Regions from separate parts of the Danio rerio genome. Here region 2 is linked to region 1. A link is a contact called in public Micro-C data. All regions are on one chromosome and are shown on one strand. Each heading gives the region's core, a stretch centred on a gene start, on an enhancer-like site or on the middle of the called end of the contact. The rest is flanking DNA. Distances are from core to core; before and after follow the strand shown. Region 1 holds the start of dsg2.2 (desmoglein 2, tandem duplicate 2). Region 2 holds the start of igfbp1a (insulin-like growth factor binding protein 1a).

Region 1 (7,442 bases), core at 1,344-3,843:
AGTCACCAGATTTTAATCCAATAGAGCACCTTTGGCATGTGGTGGAATGGGAGGTTCGCATCATAGATGTGCAGCCACCAATCTGCAGCAACTGCGTGATCTTATCATGTCAATATGGACCAAACTCTCTGAGGAATATTTCCAGTACCTTGTTGAATCTATGCCACGAAGGATTAAGGCAGTCCTGAAGGCAAAAGGCGGTCCAACCTGGTAACTAGTAAGGTGTACCTAATAAAGTGGCCGATGAATGTATGTTGTCATGTCTGCTGGTGGAAGTTCTTGTATGGCATGGTCCATAGTGGATAAAGAAAGCTTGTCACCATACTGTTTGTGTATTTCCAGAACTGTATGTGTAACTTGCCCTACTTCAAGCAGGATTCAAACTGGTATCTTCTGCGTAGGAGGAGTGCTCACTAACAGACTGCTACAGCCTCTATATTCAGTCTTCTGAGGTCAGAGAAGCGTTTACTTGCAGCTCCACTTGTTACACTAACCACACTAACCCTTACTCGCATCTTGTGATGAGTAACTAGTGTTGAGGCCAGTAGAACGAAGTTTACGTGCACATCTTGTACTAGTTAGTCTTCTCTCCAAACCTCACTCGCACCTGGGTCACGGCACCAGTTTAGCATATCTTGTTCTCCTTGCACTTTTGTAAACCCCCAGGATGAGTAACTGGTGCTGAGGCAAGTAGAATGAAGTTTACTTGCACGTCTTGTACTAGTTAGTCTTCTGGCTAAATCTCACTCGCATCCGGGTCACGGCACCAGTTTAACATCCCTTGCTCTACTTGCACTGAGTTTCTGTAAATGCCTAGGATGAGTAGCTAGTGCTAAGGCCAGTAGAATGAAGTTTACTTGCACATGTCATACTAGTTAGTCTTCTCCCTAAACCTCAGTCACATCCGGGTCACGGCACCAGTTGAACATCACTTGTTCTACTTGCACTTCTGTAAACCCCTAGGATGAGTAACTAGTGCTAAGGCCAGTAGAATGAAGTTTACTTGCACATCTCGTACTAGTTAGTCTTCTCCCTAAACCTCAGTCGCATCTGGGTCAGGGCACCAGTTTAACATCCCTTGTTCTACTTCCACTGAGTTCTGTAAACCCCTAGGATGAGTAACTGGTGCTGAGGCAAGTAGAATGAAGTTTACTTGCACGTCTTGTACTAGTTAGTCTTCTCGCTAAATCTCCCTCGCATCCGGGTCACGGCACCAGTTTAACATCCCTTGCTCTACTTGCACTTCTGTAAACCCCTAGGATGAGTAACTAGTGCTAAGGCCAGTAGAATGAAGTTTACTTGCACATCTCGTACTAGTTAGTCCTCTCCCTAAACCTCAGTCACATCCGGGTCACGGCACCAGTTAACACCTCTTGCTCTACTTGCACTTCTGTAAACCTCTAGTAAAAGAATCACCAATCTCGATCCTGGAGGGCCAGTGTTCCTGCAGGGTTTATCTAAAACTTGCCTCAACAAACCTGCCTGGGTGTTTCAAGTATACATAGTAAGACCTTGATTAGCTTGTTCAGGTGTGGTTGATTAGGGTTGGAGCTAAAAACTGCAGGACAACGGCCCGCCTGGAACAAAATTGGTGACCCCTGCTCTAGTATAAATAACTAGTGCTGAGGCCAGTAGAATGAAGTATATTACATCTCGTACTAGTTAGTCTTCCCCCTAAACCTCACTCGCATCCGGGTCACGGCACCAGTTTAACACCTCTTGTTCTACTTGCACTGAGTTTCTGTAAACCCCAAGTATGAGTAACTAGTGTTGAGGCCAGTAGATTGAATTTTACATCTCATACTTATTAGTTTTCCCCCTAAACTTCTCTCTCATCCGGGCCACGGTGCCAATATAACACTTTTATTTCTAAACGAACCACCAAAATGGTATTCAAATAATGTCTCAGGATGTGGGTGCACTAGCAAGACAACTGCCCCATGTGTCAGTCACAATTGCATCTAATGAGGTCAGGAAAGTGAAGTGTACACGCACAGCTCCTACTAGCTGATTTCTGGTACACTCGGTCCTCTAAACTTCAGTCTCATCCGGGTCACGGCAACAACATGAGCACTCCAGTTACATTGTTACAAGCACTACTAAGAGAGGGATTTACACCTTGTCTCTGGCATGCTAGACCAGCATGCTGAGAAGGACACTAAATGCCATAGCTCCATGCGTCAATTGCTAATCTCTTGAGGCCAGGGGAGTGAGGTTTGCTTGCGCTGCTTTTATTAGTTGACCTTGGTTACACTCACCCTTCTAAAACTCACTACCATCCAGATCATGGCACTACTATATCTCTTGTGGTTCGATATGCCCTGCTCTTAGCGGATCTTTGGCATGGGAGGAAGACACTAAGGGTGCTTTCACAACTGTGAATCGATTGATTTGTTCTGAATGCGGGATTCAAATTGTTACATTGTTGCTCTTTGTTTTTGGTGCGGTCCGCTTTTACGCTGCAGTTTCCAAACGGACCGAAAGAGCTAAAACAAGTCATGTGTGAGTAAACTCTCCTCACATTGGTCAGAGTTTCACGATTTATTTTGCAGAGTCCCGCTCAGCTGTCATGGGTTCTTATGACAATGAGCAATAAGACAATGGCTGTTTCTCAGTATGCATTCTTCAGCGGTCCTGCATCCTCGTGTTCTCGTGCAACGTCATCGTCAGCTGCCTAAGTTCAGTTCCAATACTCAAGACTGCTCAAGACTGCAAGTACGGAGGACGCGTAAACTTCCCGGGTGTGATCTTGATATCGAGGATGCAGACTTGAGCACTGAACTCGCTCTGGAAGTCCCAGAAGTCATTGCGACTGGAGGTGGAAAGCGCAGCATTTAATTTAGATTTATTATTAAAGTTCAGAGATATCACTTATTTACCTCAGGAGTTTCCCTAAATGAAACAGTGAAAGTAAACATTAACAGGAATATCTTAATAAAGGAATAAACACATTAAGGGTTGTTTGTTTACCGAAATTCGTATTAAAATTTGTTTTATTTATATTGTGCAGAGTATATTTATAATGTTTTTATGCAAAGTATATGTTTTGAAGAGGGGGAAAACAATAAATCGTTGTAATCGTGCTGTAATGTTTAAATAATTTCCATTTAAAATGCGTGAAGGTCACATGACCATTAGGAAGAACACGACATCCCATTTCTCAAAGGACGCATTCTCTGCCCTCGCGGTCTCCTGAGTTCGTTTTTCCGATCGGTCTCCACAAGACCGGTCTCCACAAGAACGCAAGTCCGTTCTCTGCGTTCTTGGAATTGAGAAACAGCCACTATAAGCGATGTGAAGGCCAGGGAGGTGACTGATGTGAAGACCGGAGGGTTTGGTGGTGTTTGACAGGGTGCGCGCAACGTGTCTGAAGAGCAAGGATGCAGTGGAGAGGGGTGAGAAGGGTGCACAATGTTATCGAGGACCGGGAGGGAGACTACCGGAACTTCCTGTAGACTTGGGATGTCTGGAATGACCTCCAGTTCTGCTCATAATCCTCTCTTCATATAGCTGTATAACTATTACACATCCGTAAAACACTTATATAGATGGGCTCGGATCATATAGCTTTCGCACTACAATCGATCCGCTCCAGAGTTCGTTTCAATCAAGCCGAGACCACCACATTCCGGCGATCTCTAAACCATTGTTTTGGCGCAGATCCGAAAGCAATTGCTGAATTCACATATGCCAAACGAACAGCTCTAACCAGGCAAATGAGACCGGTTCCGAAACAAAAGTGTAGGTGTGAAAGCACCCTAACAAGAACACTAAATACCACAGCATCTAGCTTCATTTGCCTCTTGAGACCAGGGGAGTCAGGTTCACCCACCTAACTACAAACATCTAATCTCTATTACATTCAACCCTTAAACTTTACTCCCATCGGGGTCACGGCACCAATGTAACCTCTTCAGTTATCCAAGCATGATCCAAACTGCATATATAACATGTTTAGCCAGCATGCTAAGAAAGACTAAAGGTCATAGCCCAATGTGTCATTTGCTAAGACACCTTTTGAGGCCCAGGGAGTGAGGATTAGTTGCATGGCTCTTTCTAGCTTGACTCCATTACACTTACACACTAAATTTAAATTTACCAGTGTAAACCCTCACCTAATTCAGCCCATAGAATGAGTGTTGAGCGCCTATGAAAGAGAGCTCTATGATTCTATGAAAGAGAACCCATTTATTCATTCATTTTCCTTTGGCTTAGTCCCTTGTTTATCAGGATTCGCCAGCGCGGAATGAACCGGCAACTATTCTGGCATTTGTTTTACACAAACCAGTACTGGGAAACACCCATACACTACGGCCAATTTACTTCATCCTGTTCCCTTATACCGTGATTTTTCACGCGTCCTCTGTTCTTGCCGTCTTGAGTATTGGAACTGAACTTTAGCAGCTGATGATGACGAGAACACGAAGACGCAAGACAGCTGAAGAACGCATTTTGAGACACAGCCAAAGTGATTTTTTTGGAGTGAAAGGACAGCAATACACTTTTTTAAATGTCACCTGATTGATTTTAAAGGTCCAGTGAAGTGCTTTGAAATGAGCATTTTTATTCATGTTTGACAACTGAAGCAGAAAAAGAGGGCGGGACATATATTAGCCACTCCTCCTTTAAAAAACAGCCAACAGCGTTCAGTTTTTTTCACAGCTCTGCAAGTGAGAGTGGTTGAGGTCAAGCGCATCCAATGAAAAGCAAACGATAAGCATATTGAAGGAGGGCGGGTTGTGTCAGATACTACAGAGCATTTGATTGGTCAAGATTTGATGAGAAACTGAAGTATGAGGTGAAGAAAAATGCTGATCAATTTAGGTGGAAGTGTCAAATTGAAAGCTTTGGATGTGTGTATATATATATATATATATATATATATATATATATATATATATATATATATATATATATATATATATATATATATATATATATCATGTTTGTCTCTTCTAAATGTGAATTTTGTCTCTGTTTTGGAGCACACAAGCTTTAGGATATCATTAAAGCTAGCATACTGATACTGACAACTTCAATCCCTGCCACAGAACAGGACACGTGATTTGCGGAGTCATTGCAAAGTAAGTTTAAAGCTAAGTGAAATATTTTTGTTTGCAGGTTTTTAATTGTTCATAGTGTATGAGTGTGTGTGAATGAGTGTGTGTATGGGTGTTTCCCAGTAATGAATTGCAGCTGGGTATCCGCTGCATAAAACATATGCTGGATAAGTTGGCGGTTCATTCCGCTATGGTGACCCCTGATTAATAAAGGGACTAATGAATGAATGAATGAATAAGGCTTGTGACTGTAATGTTTCAAGCGAATTTAAACAATTTGGGCTTAAGAATTGAAAGTTTGTAGCTTCAACAAAGATTGTTTTACATTACTTATGCAATGAAGACTATACAGTGTTAATATACAACTGGTTATTAGATTTAATGTGTCTTAATACTTATATAGGTCTCCACTGTGTAAAACAGTAAAAAACCAGAGTAGTTGGTGGTTCATTCTGCTGTGGCGACCCCTGACAAACCAGTAAACCGAATGAATGAAATACTCATAAATCTATAAAGCAGGTTATTTAAAGTTGATCTTTGTTCTATTGTGTTACGCTTGTAGTTAGTTTATTTTTTTGCTGATTCACTCTACCTAATCTTCTCGATTAATCTCAAATAATGAGCACTTTCCAAATAGTGTCATTTAAATCATCTAATGAAATGATATTCATGTGACAGCATATATTGTAGAAAACTAAATATTGCAATGTCATTCTTTACAGATATCATGCAGAACAAATGCCTATATCAGGGGTGGCTAACCCTGTTCCTGGAGAGCCACCTTCCTGCAGATTTCAGCTGCAACCCATATCAAACACACCTGCCTGTAATTATCATGTGGTGTTCAGGTCCTTATTAATTGGTTCAGGTGTGTTTGATATGGGTAGCACCTGAAATCTACAGGAATGTGGCTCTCCAGGAACAGGGTTGGCCACCCCTGACTTAGATTTTACCAGATGAGTTACAACTCACATTGAAACAGTTCAAAACTGCATTTCGGGGCACTTCTCTCAGCTGGTATTAGGCATGGGATGATAACCAGTTTCAAGGTTTACCGCAGTTTCAAAAAGTCAAGGTTTTAGAACAGTCAACATTTGATGCTATACTGTTCGTATGGTACAGTGCATCCTGAAAGTATTCATCGCGCTTCACTTTTCCCACATTTAGTTTTTATGTTACAGCCTTATTCCAAATTGGATTAAATTAATTTATTTCCTCAAAATTCTACACACAATACCCCATAATGACAATGTGAAAAAAGAGTTTTTGAAATTGATGCAAATTTATTAAAAATAAAAAACCTGAAAAATCACATGTGCATTTGCCATGAAGCTCTATATTATGCTCAAGTACATTCTGTTTCACTGATCATTCTTGAGATGTTTCAGCAGCTTCGTTGGATTTCACTTGCGATAAATTCAGTTGGTTGGACATGATTTGAAAAGGCATACACCTGTCTACATAAGGTCCCAGGGTTGACAGTGCATGTCAAAGCATAAACCAAGCATGAAGACAAAAGAAATGTCTGTAGACCTCTAAGACAGGATTGTCTCGAGGCACAAGACTGGGGAAGGTTACAGAAAAATTTCTGCTGCTCTGAAAGCTCCAATGAGCACAGTGACCTCTATCACATGTAAGTGGAAGATATTTGGAACCACCAAGGCTCTTCCTAGAGCTGGCCAGCCATCTAAGCTGAGAGATCGTGGGAGAAGGGCCTTAGTCAAGGCGGTGATCAATAACCCAATGGTCACTCTGTCTGAGCTCCAGCGTTCTTCTGTGGAGAGAGGAGAACCTTACAGAGAGACAACCATCTGTGCAGCAATCCACCAATCAGACCTGTATGGTAGAGTGGCCAGACGGAAGCCACTCCCCGCCTGAAATTTGCCAAAAGTCACCTGAAGGTCTCTGAGACCATAAGAAACAAAATTCTCGGGTCTGATGAGAATAAAATTGAACTCTTTGGAGTGAATGTCAGGCGTTAGCCTACGTTTAGAGAAAACCAGGCACACCTCATCACCAGGATAATACCATCCCTACAGTGAAGCATGGTAGTGGCAGCATCATGCTGTGGGGATGTTTTTCAGCAGCAGGAACTGGAAGACTAGTCAGGATAGAAGGTAAGATGAATGCAGCAATGTACAGAGACATCCTGAATGAAAACTCACTTCACAGTACTCTTGACCTTAGACTGGGGCGACGATCTACCAGCAGGACAATGACCCAAAGCACACCTCCAAAATATCAATGGAATGGCTTCATAACAACTCGGTGAATGTTCTAGAGTGGCTCAGCCACAGCCCAGACCTAAACCCTATAGAACATCTCTGGAGGAATCTGAAAATGGCTGTGCATTGTTGCCTCCCATTCAACCTTTTAGAGCTT
Region 2 (7,442 bases), core at 726-3,225, 150 kb after region 1:
TGTCTGCCTGCCTGCCTGTCTGTCTTTCTGTCTGTCTGTCTGTCTGTCTGTCTGTCTGTCTGTCTATCTATCTATCTATCTATCTATCTATCTATCTATCTATCTATCTATCTATCTATCTATCTATCTGTGTCTGTTTGTCTGTCTGTCTGTCTGTCTATCTATCTATCTATCTGTATATCTGTCTGTCTGTCTGTCTGTCTGTCTACTATGGTTTTGAAGTTGAAAACCAAAATGTTTATAATAATTATAATTACCGTTTACTTAACATAATTGTTCAATTTGTAATTGAACAGTTTGCAGTTTGTAATTGTTTAAAATTTTAATAAACAACAAAAACACTTATTATCAGTAATAAAAATTAAATAACATTAATATTGATTTTTATTTTAAATGTAACAGTTTACACTATTTATTACAACTACTATTACTATTACTACTACTACTACTACCAATAATAATAATAATAATAATAATAATAATAATAATAATAATAAATACTACTACTACTACTACTACAATAAGTAAAATAACTATTAATGTCTCTTAAATTTGCATCTCTTAAAATCATGCATCTTAATTTTACTGTTTCTTTCTTTGCCTCATGTACAGCTTAAGAAATTTCAGTAACCTTATACCGTCCTCTTGTGGCCATATGTGGAACATGGGGTCTCATTTAAACTAAACCTTTACACATTTCTTTAGGATGTCTATAGATAAGCCGAGGTGCCTGGAGGAGCTCACCTGTTCCACCAGTTTCTTGCGTATCGCGTTGACTTTGGCCTTCATGCTCTCTTTATTAGTGATGATCCGCGGGTCGAAGGGCTTTCCGTGCCCGGTCACGAACACGGTGGAGCTGCCTTCATTGACTGCCGTCGGCCCGTTATGAGACTCCGGATGATCTGAAAGAAGAAAAGGAGAGGTGAGAAATGTTGGCGGGATTAGTCACTCCTAATCAGCCTACTGAAAGGCGTAAATAAAAGCAATCGCTATCTTAACTTTTGAATTGCTTATTCAGATTTGAATAAAAAAACTTATTTAGTAATTGTGAAATTTTTAGGTATATTTTACATGTCCAAAATGTAAATAAATAAATGAAGCAAAATAAAAAGCGAGTTTAATTTGAGCAGTAAATTCAATATACATTTTGTCATTTATAGTTTAGTTAAATTCCCATTTTTTACATTTATTTATTTTTAACTTTATGTTATAAATTTATAATACACACCACAAATTGTAAACACATTTGTGTGATGTGTATTACAAATTTATTTAAAAAAAAAAATAAATAAAATAAATTACAAGACACAGCTCAAATTTCTTATCATTTTGCATAATTGTAAATGTTTTTTTTTTTTTTTGTAAAAGCTGAAGTTCCTCAATATCTGATACTGGTTCAACTGGTTTGTAATGCTGATGAAATCTCATCAGTGGTTGAATCAGCGAGAGGACTCGTCAGGCTGCAGTTATTGAACACACAGTTACAGTCTAATATACTGATAAACCTGTACCTGGTGCTGTCTCGCTTTGGCTGTGGTTAGGCTCGGGGCTCTCGGTGCACACCGCTTGTCCCCGGGTGAGCGCGTGCAGGGGTCGGGCTTCTCCCGGTTTCGGCAAGCAGCGCAGCCCGGAGCCGCAGGGCGCAGTGTAGATCCCGCACGGGTCACCTCTCTTCAACGCACAGGCGAGGCAGCAGCCGCAGCCCGGCTCTCGAAGCACCTCCTCACAGCCGGCATCCACCGCCGGACACTCGGCAAGCCGCTCCGGGGAGCACGGAGCGCAGCGGATCGGTTCCTGCCCGACCACTGGAGAAGCCCGGAGCCCCGGCGCGGCGAGGAGTGCGCTGAATGCTGCCACCCAGAAGAAGTTCAGAAGCAGTCTGTTCATCCCAAAGCACGGCTCAGAATAAATAGATAAATAAATAAATGAAGTGAAACGTGGAGTTCCTCACTGTCTTTGCGCTCTCCAAAACGACTAGCTCTCTCCGGGTCGCCTCGCGGTATTTATACGCACACTGGGTCCCGCTGACACGCTCGTGTTTGACGCATTGGCAGTATCAATGATTTCTTAAATGATCCCCCTCTGCTCCGATTGGCTGCCGGGGATCCAGTCTTCTTGTTCTTTGAACACAGTGCGTAATATGCGTCACTGTTTGTATCGGAACATAATGTGTACAAGCGTGAAAAGCGTGTGTTTACTACCCGACAAGTACCTAATCTGAAACGACAATAATAAGGTGTCTTTTGTATAGGTTCATCCCAGCATGTTGGGTAGGCATTTGGATGAATATGCAATTATTCGCTTGAAAATGAACGTAAATCAAACTTAAGCATGCTTTTTATGTGCAATAACAGTCTGAGCTAAGTGTTTTATTTTCTATGAAATATACTTCCACTGTGCATGTAAGCTAAATATTTGATGTTGTTAAATACATATCTTATTGTTGTGGGAATATTAACAAGTATTAAATAATATAATTTGCAACACGAAACCTTATTTAACTATAACAAATATTTAATTTACAACATTTCTAGTAAAATTAAATATTATTACTGCATTGGTATTCATTATAATGCTAAAGAATCAGCAGAGAATTAAGAATAAGAGTTCATGGGCTTAGCACAAGCATTAGGCTACTAATGAATTCGAACTCTGCTGAACTATATTCCGCAACTTTATTCTGGATCACTTATTTGCCACAACAATAACAAAAAGACTAAAAGTGGGCCTGTTTGTGGCTCCCTCCCAATCTCATTTTCCATGAGGTTTTTCATAGGTTCAAGAACATCCCATTCAGGTTCATGTTGTGAGTCTACTGAAGCCAGCTAATGCAATTTGTGATTTACTTCAGAACGCGGCACACAAAGCTCCTCATTCATTAAGTTCCCCCTCGAAAACTGTTATACAAGCATTTTGCGAAGCCAAATTGTCGCGTCCTGGTCCTTGGTCTGGCATTCATTTGACGCGTTTTTTTTTGTATTTTTTTTCGTCTGTAATGAGGTGAGAGACACAACGCGCGCGCTCTGTGGCACCGCGTGCACTCGCCCTGTGGTACGTGACCTCACTCAGGTCAGGACGGCACCCCGTTTTGGAAAGCTCGAGCTACCACTATTGTCACAGCCCCTCTCTTGGGATAATAATAGACGCGCGGGAAAAACGACATGTCCACTGACACGTCTCCTCTCCACGCGCGTCGCGAGGCCTTTTGTCGTGGCCGCGCGGAGGAGTTTATGAATGGGCCACAGGATGTGACACTCCGCTGGGGAAGGGCGCTTTAATAATGTGTCAACCGCTGGGCTTTCGAATGTCTCCGAGGGGAGACCACATGATCCACGCAATTGTCTGACAGTGTTGCATCATTTTTTTTTTCTTCAGCGCGTGGAGAGTTTCTCTGCGCGTCACGTGATCAGGTTGTCCGTTCGCGCGCGTGTGGGAACGCGAGTATCTGCTGACGGAGATAAAGCGGCACGCGCGTCATACCGGTAACTGTAGCCTCTCTGTTCCCCTTTGTCAAAACCTCTAGGCAAGAATACCATGAACACCTTGCATCTGAGGATTTATCCTTTACCGTTAACCTTGTCAGACAGTGCAGACAAATGTGACAGTTACAGTTCATACAATAAATTAAAATGTGTATGTCTTTCAACACTAATGACACTGATGAATGTTTTAGTAATACCCATGCTCATATTACCCATAACTCTTTCTTTTTTATATAGCCTTAACCCTCTTTTTTTCTTTTAAGCATGCAGGCGTTTTTCATGCAGACGGTTACTGTAATGTCTGCAGTGATAAAACTGAACTCAACGGTCAGACACTGATTTGGAAGCGTTTTATCACCGACAGACAGAAGGACCTGTTGTCCTTAAGCTGCAGAGGAACGTTAGAGCATATTTATCTATTAGAGTGACCAATATTGCTCATCATGCAACGCATTTTGATATATTCAGAGCTTGAAAAATGTCCAAACGTATAGGAAAATGCTTCACATCTACTTAAAGTATTATTTAAAATATATGTTTCAAGTATAAACACGAATACTTAAAGAGCAACATGGTAAAGTACTATTAAATATATATTTCTATAATATTTTATATTATTATTATATATTATAGTATTAACGCGAGGAACATAGTAATGTGCGTAACCCTTTAACTGCCCCAGCAACAAAACATTATTTATTTTATTTTTTTATTTTGGCACTCAACACATCCCATAATTTCTAAAATATCAACCATTTAGTAGAGGTTAATATGTCGGTTTATGGTAAAAAATACCAGAATTAATACATATGAAAAATGTGAGAACAGTTTATTTTAAAATAATCTATAAAAAACATTTTTGAATACTAAATCATCTTTGTTTTTGAAGTATGCATTCAGATTTTCATTTAACATGTTTTCTTGTTTTTTTACAAAAAAAAAATTTAAATCAAGTGTAGTAGTGCAACAGGATTATGTTTGTTTGATTTTCTTGTAAACCAACAGTGTTGCATGTGTAATGCATTATTTAAAACAGTCATTCCTTTAAGGACTTTAACAGTCATTATATAAAACGAGTCAAAATATGGTCAACCATTTGGTAGAGCAGGCAGATAAAGAGTTAAAGTATTATTAAATATATATTTCAAGTATAAACATGAATATTTAAAGAGGAACATGGTAGTGTACTTAAAGTATTATTAAATATATATTTCAAGTATTAACATGAGGAACATAATATGCTTAACCCTTTAACTGCCCCATGCAGCAACAAAACATTTTTTTTTTTTTTTTATTTTGGCACTCAGCACATCCCATAATTTCTAAAATATCAACCATCTAGTAGAGGTTAATATGTTGGTTTATGGTAAAAGTACCAGAATTAATACATACACTATGAAAAAATGTGAAACAGTTTATTTTAAAATAATCTTAATAAACCATTTTTGAAAACTAAATCATCTTTATTTTTTTGAAGAATGCCATAAAATATTTCAGATTTTCATTAAACATGTTTTTTGTTTTGTTTCTCTACAAAAAAAAAATTAAATCAAGTGTAGTAGTGCAACAGGATTATGTTTGTTTGATTTTCTTGTAAACCAACAGTGCTGCGTGTGTAAAGCATTATTTAAAACATTCATTCCTTTAAGGACTTTAACAGTCACTATATAAAACGAGTCAAAATATGGTCAACCAATTGGTAGAGCAGGCAGATAAAGAGTTAAAGTACTATTAAATATATATTTCAAGTATAAACATGAGCAACGTAGTACTTAACCCTTTAACGGCCCCAGCAACAAAACATTTTTTTTTTTTTTTTGGCACTCAACACATCCCATAAATTCTAAAATATCAACCATCTAGTAGAGGTTAATATGTTGGTTTATGGTAAAAGTACCAGAATTAATACATATACTATAAAAAATGTGAGAACAGTTTATTTTAAAATAATCTTAATAAACCAGTTTTGAATACTAAATCATCTTTATTTTTTCAAGAATGCCATACAATATTTCAGATTCTCATTTAACATGTTTTCTTATTTTGTTTCTTTACAAAAAAAATTAAAAATTTAAATCAAGTGTAGTAGTGCAACAGGATTATGTTTGTTTGATTTTGTTGTAAACCATCAGTGCTGCGTGTGTAAAGCATTATTTAAAACAGTCATTCCTTTAAGGACTTTAACAGTCATTATATAAAACGAGTCGAAATATGGTCAAGCATTTGGTAGAGCAGGCAGATAAAGAGTTAAAGTACTATTAAATATATATTTCAAGTATAAACATGAGCAACGTAGTACTTAACCCTTTAACTGCCCCAGCAACAAAACATTTTTATTTATTTTTTTATTTTTATTTTGGGCACTCAACACATCCCATAATTTCTAAAATATCAACCATCTAGTAGAGGTTAATATGTTGGTTTATGGTAAAAGTACCAGAATTAATACATATACTATGAAAAATGTGAGAACAGTTTATTTTAAAATAATCTTAATAAACCAGTTTTGAATACTAAATCATCTTTATTTTTTGAAGTATGCCATAAAATATTTCAGATTCTCATTTAACATGTTTTCTTATTTTGTTTCTTTACAAAAAAAAATAAATAAATAAAATCAAGTGTAGTATTGCAACAGGATTATGTTTGTTTGATTTTCTTGTGAACCAACAGTGCTGCATGTGCAAAGCATTATTTAAAACATTCATTCATTCATTTTCTTGTCGGCTTAGTCCCTTTATTAATCCGGGGTAGTCACTTTATTAATCCAGCGGCAACCCATCTCTGGGAAACTTATTTAAAACAGTCATTCCTTCAATAGCCCCTTTCACACATACAGACCTTTCCGGAAAATTACCGGCAATTTTCCGGAAAGGTTGTATGTGTGAACAGGTCCTTTTTGAAAATACCGGTAAATTCGTTCTGGCTATTTTCCGGAAAGAGAAGTTGTAACATTACCGGTAATTTGCCGGAATGCTGCGCTGTGTGAACGCAGAAGGAAGATTTCCGGAATAAGCTCGTGCACGTCTAGAACGTGCTGACGTAAGACTTCTGCTTTAGCCAATCACAACAGTCAGACGCATTTACGTCCGCGCGGTTTGTGAGAATAAAAGCCTTTGAATATTTTTCCAGACACATTTAGCTGCTAGAAGTTAGTCAGATCACGTTTATATGTTCTTCTTAATGCCAACTGTGCAAATAATCATCGATAAGATTCTTATGATAAGCCGTTGTTTGTTTACCTTCAAGCTTTGCGTGTGCCAGTGAAACAGCCTGTGAGCGTCAGCACACGCACAAATTATGAACATCTCGACATGCGAATATGATCCAGTGAAAGTTGTTCACAATATTGATCATCAAAAGAGTTTGTAATTTAGTCAAATGTTTACAAACACAAGCGCAGCCGTTTAAAGCTCATTTGTGGTGAATGATGTCAGAATTTACCGGTATTTTGGAATGGATGTGTGAATGCTCTTTTCCGGAAAATTTCCGTAACGTCCTCGCCTGTGTGAACAGCGCTTTTTTCAATATACCGGTAAAGTCGTTCCGGAAATTTTCCGGATATTTACCGGTATCACTGTGTGAAAGGGGCTAATGACTTTAACAGTCATTATATAAAGAGTCGAAATATGGTCAACCATTTGGTAGAGTGGGCAGTTAAAGAGTAAAAGTACTATTAAATATATATTTCAAGTATAAACATGAATACTTAAAGAGGAACATGGCAGTGTGCCAAATCAATAAATTCATCACAAAAAAATGAATTATGCAGCTTTATTATACCAAAAGTGTAGTAAAGATTGTTATTTATTGATTTATTCATTTTTAGAGAGATTCATTACAAAGTTTCATCTAAAATGCCATTGTTAAACTTGTGGTTAGTGTAGCAAAAACAAAGCTACTTTTTATTATCATGCTTTGAGCCCCTCTATTTTGTAGTTGGAGTAAAATTTTCACAAA

What was found. Hi-C and Micro-C count contacts between places; a contact is called where the count stands out from the background.
Region 2: a Micro-C map of caudal fin shows a contact between it and region 1, with 5 times the contacts expected there. The contact joins the promoter of igfbp1a here to the promoter of dsg2.2 in region 1. A contact is called at or near these places in 7 of 18 Hi-C or Micro-C datasets (caudal fin, embryo, fibroblasts and 2 more) and 2 of 4 datasets of contacts at active chromatin or transcription factors (caudal fin and embryo).

Annotation. Positions count from the first base shown.
Region 1 is chr20:6,819,025-6,826,466 of GRCz12tu, forward strand. dsg2.2 (desmoglein 2, tandem duplicate 2) reads left to right here and starts at 2,594. Exons shown (of 14, transcript XM_073934055.1): 1 at 2,594-2,904.
Region 2 is chr20:6,968,017-6,975,458 of GRCz12tu, forward strand. It overlaps igfbp1a (insulin-like growth factor binding protein 1a), which reads right to left and starts at 1,976. Exons shown (of 4, transcript NM_173283.4): 1 at 1,512-1,976; 2 at 745-902. The coding sequence starts at 1,887. The region is part of intron 1 of dsg2.2 (desmoglein 2, tandem duplicate 2); the gene reads left to right.